2 separate regions of the Gossypium arboreum genome follow, and region 1 is linked to region 2. A link is a contact called in public Hi-C data. All regions are on one chromosome and are shown on one strand. The core of a region is the stretch at or near the end of the contact, and the rest is flanking DNA. Distances in the headings are between cores, read along the strand shown. Region 1 holds the start of LOC108450009 (ISWI chromatin-remodeling complex ATPase CHR11). Region 2 holds the start of LOC108484295 (E3 ubiquitin-protein ligase MIEL1).

Region 1 (6,899 bases), core at 2,610-5,109, 220 kb after region 2:
TGCATTTAGAAGATCTTGAACAAAAGCACAAGAAGGAAGGTGAAAGTCTACTTTTAAGACATGCAAAGGCAAATAAAATCTAGGCCTGCCCCCACCATAATTTAGCCCAAAGACTTCGCTTAAGTGGTGTGGCCCACTCGAAGCTCTAAAATTGTACTTAGAATACTTCGAAAGAAGCCTTTATGTAACATCTTCACCCGACTTGATCATCGAATCTAGGTGTAAAGTGCCACAAATAGTCCAATTTGGAATAAATATCAAATTTCAAGGTTAATAACTTCTAGACTAATTTTATTAATTAATAGCTATTTACTAACAAAAGAAACCTTAAAATTTAAAATAAAGTTTACTATCTCTAGACACATACCGTAAGGGATCTACATAACCACAACATGTTCCACCTCAAGATGAAGCCTCTAAGTGTACCCACTTTCTATGTGCATGACTCTTACTGACAATGATCCTTGATCTATCACAGTCTAGTTGGTCCCTCCTCAAGCTATTTATCCTATGATTCTTGCAAACCACAAGCCAACACCTTCGTAAATTCAATGCACTTAGGAGTTTCTACTACATTACACTAAATAAACCCCATCTTGCAGGGGTTTTCAGATAGAGAAGATTCAAACACACTACTCCCTGTTTCGTTTTAACTATTTTGGTGTGCCTGGGTGTCAAACATTTATTCTTCATCCGCCTATCTTTAATAGCAGAGTGGGTACATTCGTAATGGATTTTCATTAAGGAGACATAGTCTTAACAGACATACTTGTCACTTGTGTCATCCCTCTTAGCACTTCTTTAGGTTCAGGGTGCCCAACTGACCCCTCTATTCCAAGTAAACTCACTGAGGTGCTTATGATTGTGTTTCTAACCTACCAAAAATTCTTATCGACAGATTCTTACTACGATCCTCAACTAATTCTCCTTTCGTTTACCCATACACTAAGCTTTATTGGCTCGTCAGTCCCCATGACTGGCTCTTGTCGGGATATTACCCTTATGCCTTACCAGCTTCCATGATTACTGTTTTGATAGACTATTTCCCATTTCTATTACATTTTTCCTTCATTGACGGACTACTCCATGTTTACTGTCCCAGCAGACTACTCCAGTTACCAAAGTTGAGCTATGGTTTTAGACTTTATACCTCTTTAAGGTGTCACATCAAACAACCTTATCGTCATTGCGGTGTCACCCCATAAAGCCTACCGACTGCCATTGCGGTGTTGCTCTGTGGAAACTTATGCTATCAACATTGATTTATCTCATATTCACATTGATCCTCGAACACCAAAGTGTCCCCCTGCAAGGCCTACAGCTTTCCACATCACGGTTTGCTCCCAACAATCTCGGATGGTGAAATTTTAACGGAATTCTATTTTCTCCTATTCTTGATGCTTGAACACCGCAGTTCCCCCTCCACAAGGTCCAGAGCTTCGCATATCAAGGTTTGCACACAGCAATATCGTATGGCAATATCTAACAAAAATTTTTATTCTTATATCATAGCTCCATCTATCCCTTCGATTATTTTCCCACCATTCATTCAGGTAATATATGTGTTTCACTTTCATTACTACATGGAACATGCTATCCTTTTTAAATGTAGATTTCTAACTATCTCATACATACTAAGCTACGTAGCAGATACCATATATCAAACAATCTTATGCAAGCTTGGTATATGCAATCAGCAGAATTCATTCATCATAATAGGACTTAACACAAAACCGAGACAACTGCCAAGTATTTCAGTAAATAGAGTACAAAAACTCACCTGACACTTCTTTACCTCCTTCTCCGCTTAGCTTTTCTAAACGCTAGAGCTTCTACTCTTCTGGTAGCTAAGCATGAAAAATCCAAAATCATGAGTTAAACTTAGTATTTTCATATTAAAACTCAGGTTTCCAGAAAGCATGTAGAATCCCCTAAAATGGTTCTAATAACCCTTAACTTTGTTTTCTAAATCTTATGTACACCAAAGGGCTTAGAACCTTACTAACTCCTTGGATTTTCTACTTCTCTAAGTAATTCATCACGATCATTGCTTCGTGTAGAGCTTTTTATAACTATCACTTCCTCGAAGCATCTAAGGAAGAAGATGAAGATAGGGAGAAAAATGAAACAGAATCAAGATGAATCCTCTTTTGGAAGTCACCTCTTAGCTATTTATAACCCTTCTTCTATAACCTTTAATCGTGTAAAATCCATCCATTGATAATCATGGTGTCTCCCATTAAAGAAACAACTGGTTTGAATCCAACCAAACTAGCATTAGATTTTAACCAAGTCCTAAATTGGTTACTATCTTCTCTTGATTTTCCAGTAGAGATCGCCAACTTATGGCTTCTTTTAATGTAACCCCTTAATTATTTCTTAATTTCCAGTTTCAGTGGAAGCCGGGTGTGACACTCTATACCTCAACACCCTTTACATTTGTTGTTTAATGGTGGTGCATTCAAATTGACCAATAGCATTCTATTCATCCAAGGCTCATTTCACAAATGAGTTTTCCCTTTTTGAGGTTGTACCCATCACAATCGCTTATCTTAGGTGGCAGAAAACCTGTCCCTTGGCTGTGGAGGTGATGGTTAGCTCATTGTAGACCTTCTCTCTCTTATAAACCTTTGACCCCTAGCCATTGTAGATTCTTGTGGCAAAAATGGCAAAAGAACAAACGAAAAGTTGAAAGCAAAACATATGGAAAACCCTTAAACTTTGAAGTTGGCAACAACTAAAGAAAAATTAAGAAAATGTAAGAATTCAAGAAAACATTAATGGCTTCATAGATGATTGGAACCCAAATTTATAGATTTTTCTAACAAGATTTCATAAAGGCACCGTTTTGGGCTCGAAGGCCATGGCCAATGGCATCTAGCCATGTACCGTGTCAAACATCTTTCATCATGGTCACTTCTCCCTAAACATAATCAAATTTATGATGAAACTTCTACAATAGATGCAATAACTCTTCGCTTTCCACGGTAAGGGGAAGCATTTTTCATCTTCTTTAAAAAGTTACATAGATGAATATCTCAAGAAAGGCCATTGTATAACCTCTTGTTCGACTAGAGGACTATTGTTATACCCCTTCGCTACATAGACACGTGTCAGCGTGGCAAAAAAGTTGACTTCCTTTTTTACTCCATTTAAGATAGTATCTTAGTTGGCCACCCACCTAAACTTGGGGAGTTGTAACACCTTTTCATCATCAATACCACCTGCTTTTAGGTGTGAACACACTCTTAATTCAATAAGGAGCTTGTTTAGGCATAAGTTCATTGTATTAATCGAGTACATAATAAGATGGGCCCTACGGTGCACACCCTTCACGCCCATAAATATCTTTTACGCATCTTGTAGGATTGAGTATTTATCCTGCCACGTCACACTTGTGGACATGAGTACCTTACCTATAAATACCCTTACAACGATGAAAAAAAAGATTGACCTTTTGAAACCCTCAAGTTACTTTGAGCAAACCTCTCATCTTTCACCTTAGTTAATCTATTCTCTTGTTTCTTTTTTACTCTTCTCCTTTCTAGGTGAACCGACCGTCACTGATTCACCACTATATCCTCCTTTATTGGGCCTTGTATCAACATACTATGTTCTCCTTTAAAGAAAGAATATTGTCTTTGTAATCTTCAATCATGGTGTTCATGTAAAAATGTTCATGAAATGAATTGCAATTTAGAATTTTAAATCTTATTGAAAACTATTAAAAGAAAATTATTATGAAAATTTAATTCAACTAATTCTATTCAACTTTTAAAATTCAATCCAAATTAAATTGAATTTTAATAAATCGATTTTGAAAAAACTTTAACATGGCAACTCAAATCGGTGAATTGAAGGGTTGGAACTTTGCCAACTCCGAGAACGACGACGCTGAGGCCTGAGGTAGGCAGCCAGCGGGTTAAGTAGGCGGGAAATCGTGGTTTCTCTAATTGGCGGGAAATTCCTCAATTGACACTCAATCCACTTCAAAGCATTAAATCTCCCCATCTCCAAATCCAACGGCCACAAATTTACCAACTTTATTTCACTCTCAATTTTATTTTGCACCCCATAACTTCCCTTACAAATAAATATTCGGCCTTTTATACAGTCACTCTTTTTTTTTCTTTCACTGAACGAAAAATAGAAGACAAAGAGAAAGAAGAAACCCTCGATCTGTCAAAGTGATGGCGAAATCGTCGAAGCCGGCGTCGTCTGATGAAGTCCTATCCAACGGCTCCAATTCTTCTGAAGATGAGCGAATCAACGACCGGATGGAGGAAGACGACGACGACGAAGAGCTCGAAGCCGTTGCATGCTCCGACGCCGCTTCCGACGAAGACGATGAACCCGTCCCTGAAGAAATCGCCGATGAGGTCTTTTACTATTTGCCCCCTCTTATCAACTTCTTTATCTTGCTTTCAAAATTTTTTCCTTTTGGTTGTTGTTTATAGTTAGGGTTTGCTAATGATTGAAAAACTTTACTTTTAAACTTTTAGTTTGTACACTCTAGAATGAATTATGCTCCTAGGGAAGCTTAATTTCAACTTTAATGTTCCTATCTAAATGATTTTTTTTTTTGTAGGACGAGTCTAACGGTGATGATCCAGAAGTTAGTAAGCGTGAAAAGGAAAGGTTAAAAGAAATGCAGAAGCTAAAGAAGCAGAAGGTTCAGGAAATATTGGACGCTCAGAATGCTGCCATTGATGCCGATATGGTGTGTATTCTATAGAAAAGTTCACATTCAGTTATTTTAAGTATAATTGATGGTTCTGTAATGCTTGATTTGTGGCAGAATAATAGGGGGAAGGGGCGTTTGAAGTATCTTTTGCAGCAAACCGAGTTGTTTGCTCATTTTGCTAAAGGTGACCAATCTTCATCACAAAAGAAGGTGAAAGGAAGGTACAGAATATATACTGCAAAATATGTTGAAATCCGCGATTTATCCTTTTTTGTGTTGTTTTTATGATATTGCTGGTTGTAAACAATGCATTTTTTTTTTTATCATTTGGCTTTGATGATTTTCATTGTTTTTTTTTTTTTGGAACTACTTTATATTAAAGTTGTTTTGACTTAGACATTCTCTAGTAATGGTTTCCACCAATTGTTTAATGTAGGGGCCGTCATGCTTCAAAAGTAACTGAAGAGGAAGAAGATGAAGAGTGTTTGAAGGAGGAAGAAGATGGTTTGTCTGGAAATACTAGATTGGTGGCTCAGCCTTCTTGTAAGTTCTTTCTCTCTTGCTCACCTAGACCTATCAGTTGGAGAAATCAGTTCAACTTTTTTCATTTCTCCATCTCTGTATCTCTAGGTATTCAGGGAAAGATGAGGGACTACCAACTTGCTGGTTTAAATTGGCTTATACGACTGTATGAGAATGGTATCAACGGAATTCTAGCAGATGAAATGGTATGTGGTGTAGCTGTGACTTTATAGATTGTTTACTTTTTAAGTTCATTATCAAGTCTCGATTCTACGGTCAGAACAAGCAGCAATGTCACTGGCTGATGTTTGTTCACTAAATGTTTGAATGCAGGGATTGGGAAAAACTTTGCAAACCATTTCCTTAATGGGCTATCTGCATGAATACCGTGGGATTACTGGCCCTCATATGGTTGTTGCTCCAAAATCAACTCTTGGTAACTGGATGAATGAAATTCGTCGGTTTTGCCCAGTCTTGCGAGCTGTAAAGTTTCTTGGGAATCCTGAGGAACGAGTAAGTTGCTTGATGCATGCTTTACCGTTTACTCTATACATGATTCTTGATGCCTTTTAATTTCTACAGAGATACATCCGTGAGGAGTTACTGGTTGCTGGGAAGTTTGATGTCTGTGTCACAAGTTTTGAAATGGCCATCAAGGAGAAGTCTGCCTTGCGTCGTTTTAGTTGGCGCTATATAATTATTGATGAAGCCCATCGAATCAAGAATGAGAATTCACTCCTTTCAAAAACAATGAGACTCTACAATACTAATTACCGTCTTCTTATTACGGGTACTCCACTTCAGGTATGCATCCAAATGTTCTTTGATATGGAAGTACTTACTGAGTTTTATATGTCTACTTCCAGTCTTGGCGTCTGCTTACTTCACCATAAATGCCTATGCTATTTAATGTTCTTGACTTGCATTTCAGTTGAAAAGTTGGTCTAGCATGTATCCCTTTTTCTTGGTTGGGTCCTTTTTAGGTTCCACCTGAAATGATTTTGCTAATATTTTTTTTTATCTGTTTTGTACTTCATTTGTTATTCATATTAGCCTGATCAATAGTGACTGTTTTTTCTTGTCTTGTTGATTTCTTGTACTTGAATCATTTTAACACTTCATTGGTCAGTACATGTAATAATCTTGGTATCTTTTGATTTCTTTTTTGCAGAATAATCTCCATGAGCTTTGGTCTCTTCTTAACTTTTTATTGCCGGAGATTTTTAGTTCAGCTGAAACCTTTGATGAGTGGTTCCAGATTTCTGGTGAAAATGATCAGCAGGAAGTCGTTCAACAACTTCACAAGGCATGTTAAAATGAAAAATTGCCTTTCTTTGTGCCAGGCCTGTGGGTTTGAACGAATAAGTCATACCTTTTTTTTGTCTCTGCATCCTTAGGTTCTTCGTCCATTTCTCCTTCGTAGATTGAAATCAGATGTTGAAAAAGGTTTGCCTCCCAAGAAGGAAACTATCCTGAAAGTAGGAATGTCCCAGATGCAGAAACAGTACTATAGGGCTTTGTTGCAAAAAGATCTTGAAGTTGTTAATGCTGGTGGAGAGCGTAAGCGTCTTCTGAACATTGCAATGCAGCTGCGCAAATGCTGTAATCACCCATATCTTTTCCAAGGTGCTGAACCTGGACCTCCATATACTACAGGGGACCATCTTATAACCAATGCCGGTAAGTTTACTTC
Region 2 (6,939 bases), core at 3,585-6,084:
AACTTAAAATAGAATTTCCTATTTTTGGCTTTTTACAAAGTCAAATTTATGACTAGTCCTTGGCTTGCTCCATCTTTTCGCTTTGGCCCATTCCAATGATTTTTTTCTAATTTGGCCCATTTTCAGCTTGCTTTTGATTAATTGCATCCCTGACAAGAATTCTCGATTGAGGATTCCCTTGAATCGGATTTCTCGAGCCGGTGAGAAAGATAATTCGATAGATGCCACAGCCTTTACGAAGATGGGTGCCTCCCGACAAAAAGAGACTTTGGATGCAAGAGATCGATTCAATAGGAGTACTTTTTTTTCGGTCATACAAGCAAAACGGAGTTTCTTTCTATTTTTTCTTGGCCTTATTTACCCTATAACTTGCCCCTTAGGTGCTATGGTGAATAAGGGGACCCGCTTTTCCTTTCCCAGTCCAGTCCCCCCCCTACGGACTGCTGCGGACAATGGTAACTTAATTAGTAGGATTCAGTTCATCAATAAACCAAATTAAGCATAAAAAATATGCAATTTGACATGTTTATCATGTCATATTTTGAAAAATATAGAGCTGAAGGCTTTATTTCTAGTATGAATATTGCTAAAAGTATTGCACTTGATATGAATGTAGAGCCTGTCCTTCAATAAAGCGTCGTGTTATTAGAAAAAAAAAAACAATTTGATGAGAATAAACAAGAAGATGAAGAATTTTGGTCGGGTGATGAATTATTTAAAGTTGATTATTTTTTAGTTATTGTAGACATGATAATTACTTCTTTAAAGAGCAGATTTGGGCAACTAAAAATATCTGAGAATATTTTTGAGTTTTTGTTTGATTCAAACAAGTTAAAAGTCATTAGATGAAAAGGAATTTGAGAGAATGTTGTGTTACTTTTCACTCTACCTTTTCTCATGGTGATTAATCAAATGTTGATCTAAACGATCTTTTCTCTGAATTAAAAGTATTGCAATTTACTTTATCAAATGAATTAATGTCAGCCACTGAAATTCTTGAGTTTGTCAACTGTAAGTTAATCAAAACCTACTTGAGGTCGTCAATATCGCAAAAACGATTGAATGGTCCTTATTAATGATTTTGCATCTCGAAATGCTCGTAAAACCTAGTTTTTTATTATTTTCTTTTGTAGTTGATGACATTGGAGTAGATTGAATGAAAAATATATATATTTTTAATTTTATTAGAAAATGTGCTCTCCAAAGAGGTAAACGGCTTGTAACAAAATGTACTCTTCATTCCCATAAGAGGGAATCGAATCCCTGACCACATAATTAATGGACAAGGTGAATAACCACCATGCTTCACTTCATAATTTGAAATATATTTTTTTAATTTTAAGATTAACTTTTTTTTTTGAATTCCATCAAATAATTTGATTTATGCTATTTGTTTTCAATCTATAATTACCAAACATACATCTAAATATTTTTGTGTACAATTAAAAAAGAAGAAAGAAATATGTTATTTGTTGAACTATACAAGAAATGCTAGGATCTATACATCATATTAACGGCATAAAGAAGTTGTGACTACAGCCCATTGTTAACCAGGATTAAATAATTATTTTTATTTTTATTTAAATAAAAACACTTACATGTTTGAAATTATGGGTAAAACGATTCATATTATATTAAAAAATACATCAAATGATGTAATAATACAAAACTTAGAACGAATTAGAAATTATGAAGCCAAAAAAGACAACACCGGAAACACTAAATATACAGAAAACGACAACTTTCTCTAAATTTAACACTAAATGAAATAAATACCATTCCACTTCTTATTTTCAATGTTTAATTATTTAAAATTAATTTATTGAAAATGAATAAACTTGAAAAGAAAAGGGTTCTTTTTGGGGTTTAATTTCTTGGTTCTTTCATTTTCATGGAAAATAACAGATTAAGTACTAAAATTCAAATTAAAAAATGCTAAATGCCATATTTTGCAGTCGACTGCATGAATGAACTAAATTGAGCTTTGAGTTCAAATATAACTTCCACTGGATGATAAATGTTCTAAAAGAAATAATGGAAGGATGACATAAAAAAAAAATGAGCAGAAAAAGAGGGTTCAGCCAATTATCAATGAAACAATCGACCATTGCATTCTTTTTCTAAAACTCCGAAATGGGAGAAAGAAATTCATAAGATATAAAAATGGCAGTTCCATATGAATCATATACTATTGTGATACAGTAATCAATCCAATGATGAACACAAGTTTAAATGATTGTAACATGTAATCAAGAATTTGTCTTCCGGTTTATGATTAGAGGCCCAAACCTTAGATGCCTCGAGCTCACTTCTTTGTTTCTCACTCGTGATCTTTTCAGTGAGGAAGTATGGGAGGGGCAATTGTGCGTGTGTTATATGATTTACAGTGACTGCATTTCTGCCCTATTATGTGGAAGTAAACTTCTGTAGTGTCATTGCAGTCATTGCATAGGATCCAAACCTGCATTCGTTTGTTAAATCAAGATATACGTGATTCGGATATAAAGCAACAGGTTGTTCGATATGAACAAGAATCATAGTATGCACACACCTTCTTGTGCCGGTAGTCCTCTGGCATTACAGTTGCTTCTATCTGACAACAAACAAGATAATTATGTTGTGAATCAGTGTGGACAAAAACAGAATGAAGCAACTAAATCAAAGACAAGGCTGTTAATTACGAGTTTGATGAGCTTAAAGTCGAACAATATGTACCTCTTCGTCTATCCTCTTCCAGGTTCTAGACATATCGATTACTGACTTCGAGCATATAGGACAACAATATCTGAGCAAACAACACTGTTTTAAATTCGGAAGAACAACTAGAACAGTTAAGATTATACAAGGAAGAACTCGTTGTCACTCACTTGTTTCGCTTTATCATCTCATAGTAACATTCGCAGTGCATCGTGTGACCGCATTTCATCACAGTGGTATCTTTCAACGAATCGAATAGGTACTGGAGATACAATACGATCCACTATTAGCGGATACAAATATTTACTAAATATAATTGCAGGAAGTAGAAAAGATGAACCTCATAACATATGGGGCAATGATGCCGCATCGAGTTCTCCACGCACAAATGATTATCTCGCAACGCAATGGCATAGCAAGACCCTGCCCAATGGCATAAGTACGTGTGGTTATTGTGCAAAACAAATAGATGTACCATTGAATAAAAGAGATACTGTAAGCAGGGGATGGAATTCAATGTTTAAACTCCTCAAAACACGATTGACTGATGTTTTCGGTGAGTTCACATCAAAATAGTATAGTTCTAAATTAAAGTAGAAGAATATAAACATGAAAATGAACTCATAAGTATAGTGTACTGAGAACAACGACGAACAAAAACAAGACCGATTATGAAAGTGCATGACAGCAAAATCCAGAATAGTTCGAAACAACCCAATGAAAAATGCAAATTATTGAATACGACTGAATATGAAATAAAAAATCAGCCACAAATACCATTACAAAGTAAAAAATGGGATTGAATCTAAGAACTTTGAACCAAGCATGATAAGGTAAGAAATGGGATATAAAGGTGTTAAGTACATACCGCACTTTTTGCAATGAAAAAAGTTATCACGACCTCCGACTCTGTATCAAAAATCATTCTATTAAGTCTCATAGCTTGAATTCAAGCAATCAAGACGAAAATAACAGCCATATATACTTAAAACTTGGTAACTAACCTGCAGATCCCACAATCATGGCAATGAAAGTGCTCCTTCTCGGTCTGCGTTAGATGTAACCGAACGGTAAACATTAATGGAAAAAATAAACATTATATAGTAAAACACACAAGGATCAAACGCCCATCCATTCCTTATATCTTAAGCTAATGTTTATCAACTATTTCATTAGTTATATCTTGAAAAAACTTAAGTACTTACATCGTCATCAAAGAACATGCAAATTGCACAGAAATATTCTCCCATGTTGACGCCACAATTTGAACAAAGTTGAGCGACCTACACAACATAAAAAACCAACACCCAAAGTGAAAACATAAACCAAAGAAAAGGGTCCTTTTGTGTCTTAAAAGATACAAATCTGAAACACAAACCGGCTGCTCTGTGTCACAAACCGAACAAATAACCTACACAGAAACAAATTGGCACAAATGATTAACTTGAAAACAGAAAGACAATAAATTGAAAGAAAAGAAAAACACAGCGATTTTCAATTTCGTACTTGTTTAACGCCTTGGCGAACAATCTCGTGCCTGTCCATGGGGTTCTTTAACAAGCTCTGAAGAACCAATAAGTGAATCCAAATACAATGAATACCCAGAACAAGAAATTGCATAAACAGTCAGAAACGTGGGAGCTTTCAGCTTAAAACATAGAAAAAAAAGGGGGGGGAATGCAGAAAAAATGCTGAAAACGAATACCGAAGCCTCATTGTGGCAATGGCGACACCAGAAAACCTCGTTGCAACATGGAGCTCGAATCTTACATCTCCTCCTATAATGTTGGCATCTATAAAAGGAAAAAACAAACAAACCCAATGAATCATTGATGGAAAAGACCCCCAAAAAAACAAAAAAGGGATAAGAAGAAAGAAGAGATACCCATATCCCATCTTCCCAAAATGAAGGCGTTCATTGGCTGAAGAGGCCTCCATCTCCAGGAGAATTGGAAGACAAATTTTGTTCTTTTCTTCTTGGATTATCCAGAGGAAACCAAGAAAGAAGAGGGGGTTTCCTGAATTGGGAAGATGGGATTTAAATTTTCTTGGATTGTCGTGGATTCTTAAATGAAGAGAAAAGAACCCCAACCCCGCCTTCAAAGGGCCACTCGTTTATATAAAAATATAAAAATATAACAATAGCTATCTTACATATTAAAAGGCAATAGTAATTGAATACCCAAAAAAAGAAAAAGGCAATAGTAATTATTGAATAATAGAAATAATGAGATTCTGTTGGGAGAGAGAGACAAAGGATAAGGTGGGGGGAGTGCCTGCCAGTGATGACTTTAAGATAGAGGGACCAGTTGCCGCAGTGTCAGCGACTCGTGTTTCAGTCCGTAATTTTTCTTTTTGGGGGCATTTTAACAATCATGTGCAAGTCGCTTTTTGTTTCCATTCAACTTGAAGCTGAATCCAAAAATTGTTCTTCCTTCATATCAATTGATTAAACTTAAAACCTGAATTATGGTTTTCCTTATTGCATTATCCAAAGAAAAACATGAATAACAGGTTGAGTATTTTCAGAAAAAAATTTAGATTCAAAATGTTAGAGATGATATTGTTGAGAGATATGAATAGTAAAATAGAAATTAAGAATAAAAAATTTAAACTCTACTAAATTAAAATACATTGATTACATTTTCAATTTAATTTGCGATTTAACTTTTCTTATTTATATAATATTATTACTATCATTAATATTATTACTATCATTAATCTCATATTTTAGTTTAATAAGTTAAAAAAGGAATCTTTTAGTGATAAATTAATGAAAAAAATTTGATAAATATAATTTCCTTTTAAGTGACATAAAAACTTTTGAGTTTTGGATTTAAATTAAAAATTACGTCAGCTCGACTAATGAACTTTTAAATATATTTAAATTTAGGCATAATAAACCCTAACTTAAGCATTAAAGTAAAATTAGTTTAATTCAAATTTTATTTATTTTAACACATTATTTATGAGCAGTAGAGTTCACGTTGATGGTCACAAAACACAATAATAATTATTATTACAATTCTTATTATATTCTTGAAACTAATGATTTAGAATACAATTGTATGTTTAAAAATAACATCTAATCTAGAGTATGGTTATATTCTTTCTCTTATTTATATAGTTTTTTATGTTGATGGTACCTAATCTAAAAATTTTCTCTTGAAATTGTCAAGGGTGTGCTAGTAGAAATTTTTTTCAGGCCTTCCGCCAATATAATTTGGAGCATAGTCCAGATATTGTATGCCTGGTTGAACCTAGAGTAAGCGGTAAAAAAACCAATTTTATTATTGAACAATTGGGCTTCAATTCTTCTCATCGGGTTGAAGCTGTATGGAAGGATTCTTTTAGAATTCGCATTATGTAGTAATCATCCTCAATATATTTCCCGTAGCGTTGACAATTTTATTTTAAATAAGTCTCTTTTAATCACTTTTGTTTATGGTAGCCCTGACAGGTTGAAACACAAGCTCCTTTGGGATAGTTTAAAATTTGTATCTCTAGTCCAGCCTATTCCTTGGCTCATCATGGGGGATTTTAACGCTATTTTATCTCCTGCAGATAAGAGAAGCCCTTTTAATATAGGTAAACGCTGTGAATTTTTTTTTAATTTCGTTGACTCTTATGCTTTGCAGGATTTAGGGTTTAGTGGACCCCCCTTCACATGACAATGCGGTGGTACTTTTGTAAGATTGGATCGGGCTTTAGCAAATGATGATTGGATGCTAACTTTTCTGCAGTGCTTGGTTCACTCGTACTAAATCTGAACATCAGCCTCTTTTGCTATCCACTAGTCTGAATCATGGCGTTCCTAAAGGAAGACCTTTCAGATTTTTAGCAGGATGGATGCATCATAAATCTTTCCCCACTTTTGTTAAAGATAAGTGGAATTTTGCTGGTAATATGGTTGATTCTCTTAATAATTTTACTTTTTCTGTTAAACTTTGGAATAGGGATGTGTATGGTTTTTTAGGTGTTCGAAAACATCTCCTTTTGAGATCTCTTAGTAATATTCAAAAGGCCATTAACCATTTTTCATCTAGTCAACTCAGAAAGAATTGGAAGTTCGTGATGAATTGGAAAACATCCTTGACCATGAAGACTTACTTTGGAGACAAAAGGCTCATTGTGACTGGTTGCAGTTGGGAGATAAAAACACAAAATTCTCTCATAATCGCACGATTAAGAGAAGGAAATTCAATCGCATTTCTACCTTACATATAAATGGTGGAGATTGGT

What was found. A called contact is a pair of places that touch in the nucleus more often than the background predicts.
Region 1: a Hi-C map of leaf shows a contact between it and region 2, with 6 times the contacts expected there. The contact joins the promoter of LOC108450009 here to the promoter of LOC108484295 in region 2. A contact is called at or near these places in 2 of 5 Hi-C or Micro-C datasets (both in leaf).

The regions. Positions count from the first base shown.
Region 1 is chr10:102,590,606-102,597,504 of ASM2569848v2, forward strand. It overlaps LOC108450009 (ISWI chromatin-remodeling complex ATPase CHR11), which reads left to right and starts at 3,860. Exons shown (of 25, transcript XM_017747427.2): 1 at 3,860-4,379; 2 at 4,589-4,720; 3 at 4,799-4,905; 4 at 5,121-5,227; 5 at 5,315-5,412; 6 at 5,540-5,719; 7 at 5,789-6,010; 8 at 6,378-6,512; 9 at 6,604-6,886. The coding sequence starts at 4,191.
Region 2 is chr10:102,371,768-102,378,706 of ASM2569848v2, forward strand. LOC108484295 (E3 ubiquitin-protein ligase MIEL1) reads right to left here and starts at 4,835. Exons shown (of 12, transcript XM_017788028.2): 1 at 4,583-4,835; 2 at 4,403-4,490; 3 at 4,204-4,260; 4 at 4,076-4,108; 5 at 3,903-3,980; 6 at 3,702-3,745; 7 at 3,566-3,606; 8 at 3,038-3,120; 9 at 2,868-2,959; 10 at 2,716-2,785; 11 at 2,552-2,593; 12 at 2,086-2,461. The coding sequence starts at 4,635. The coding sequence ends at 2,336.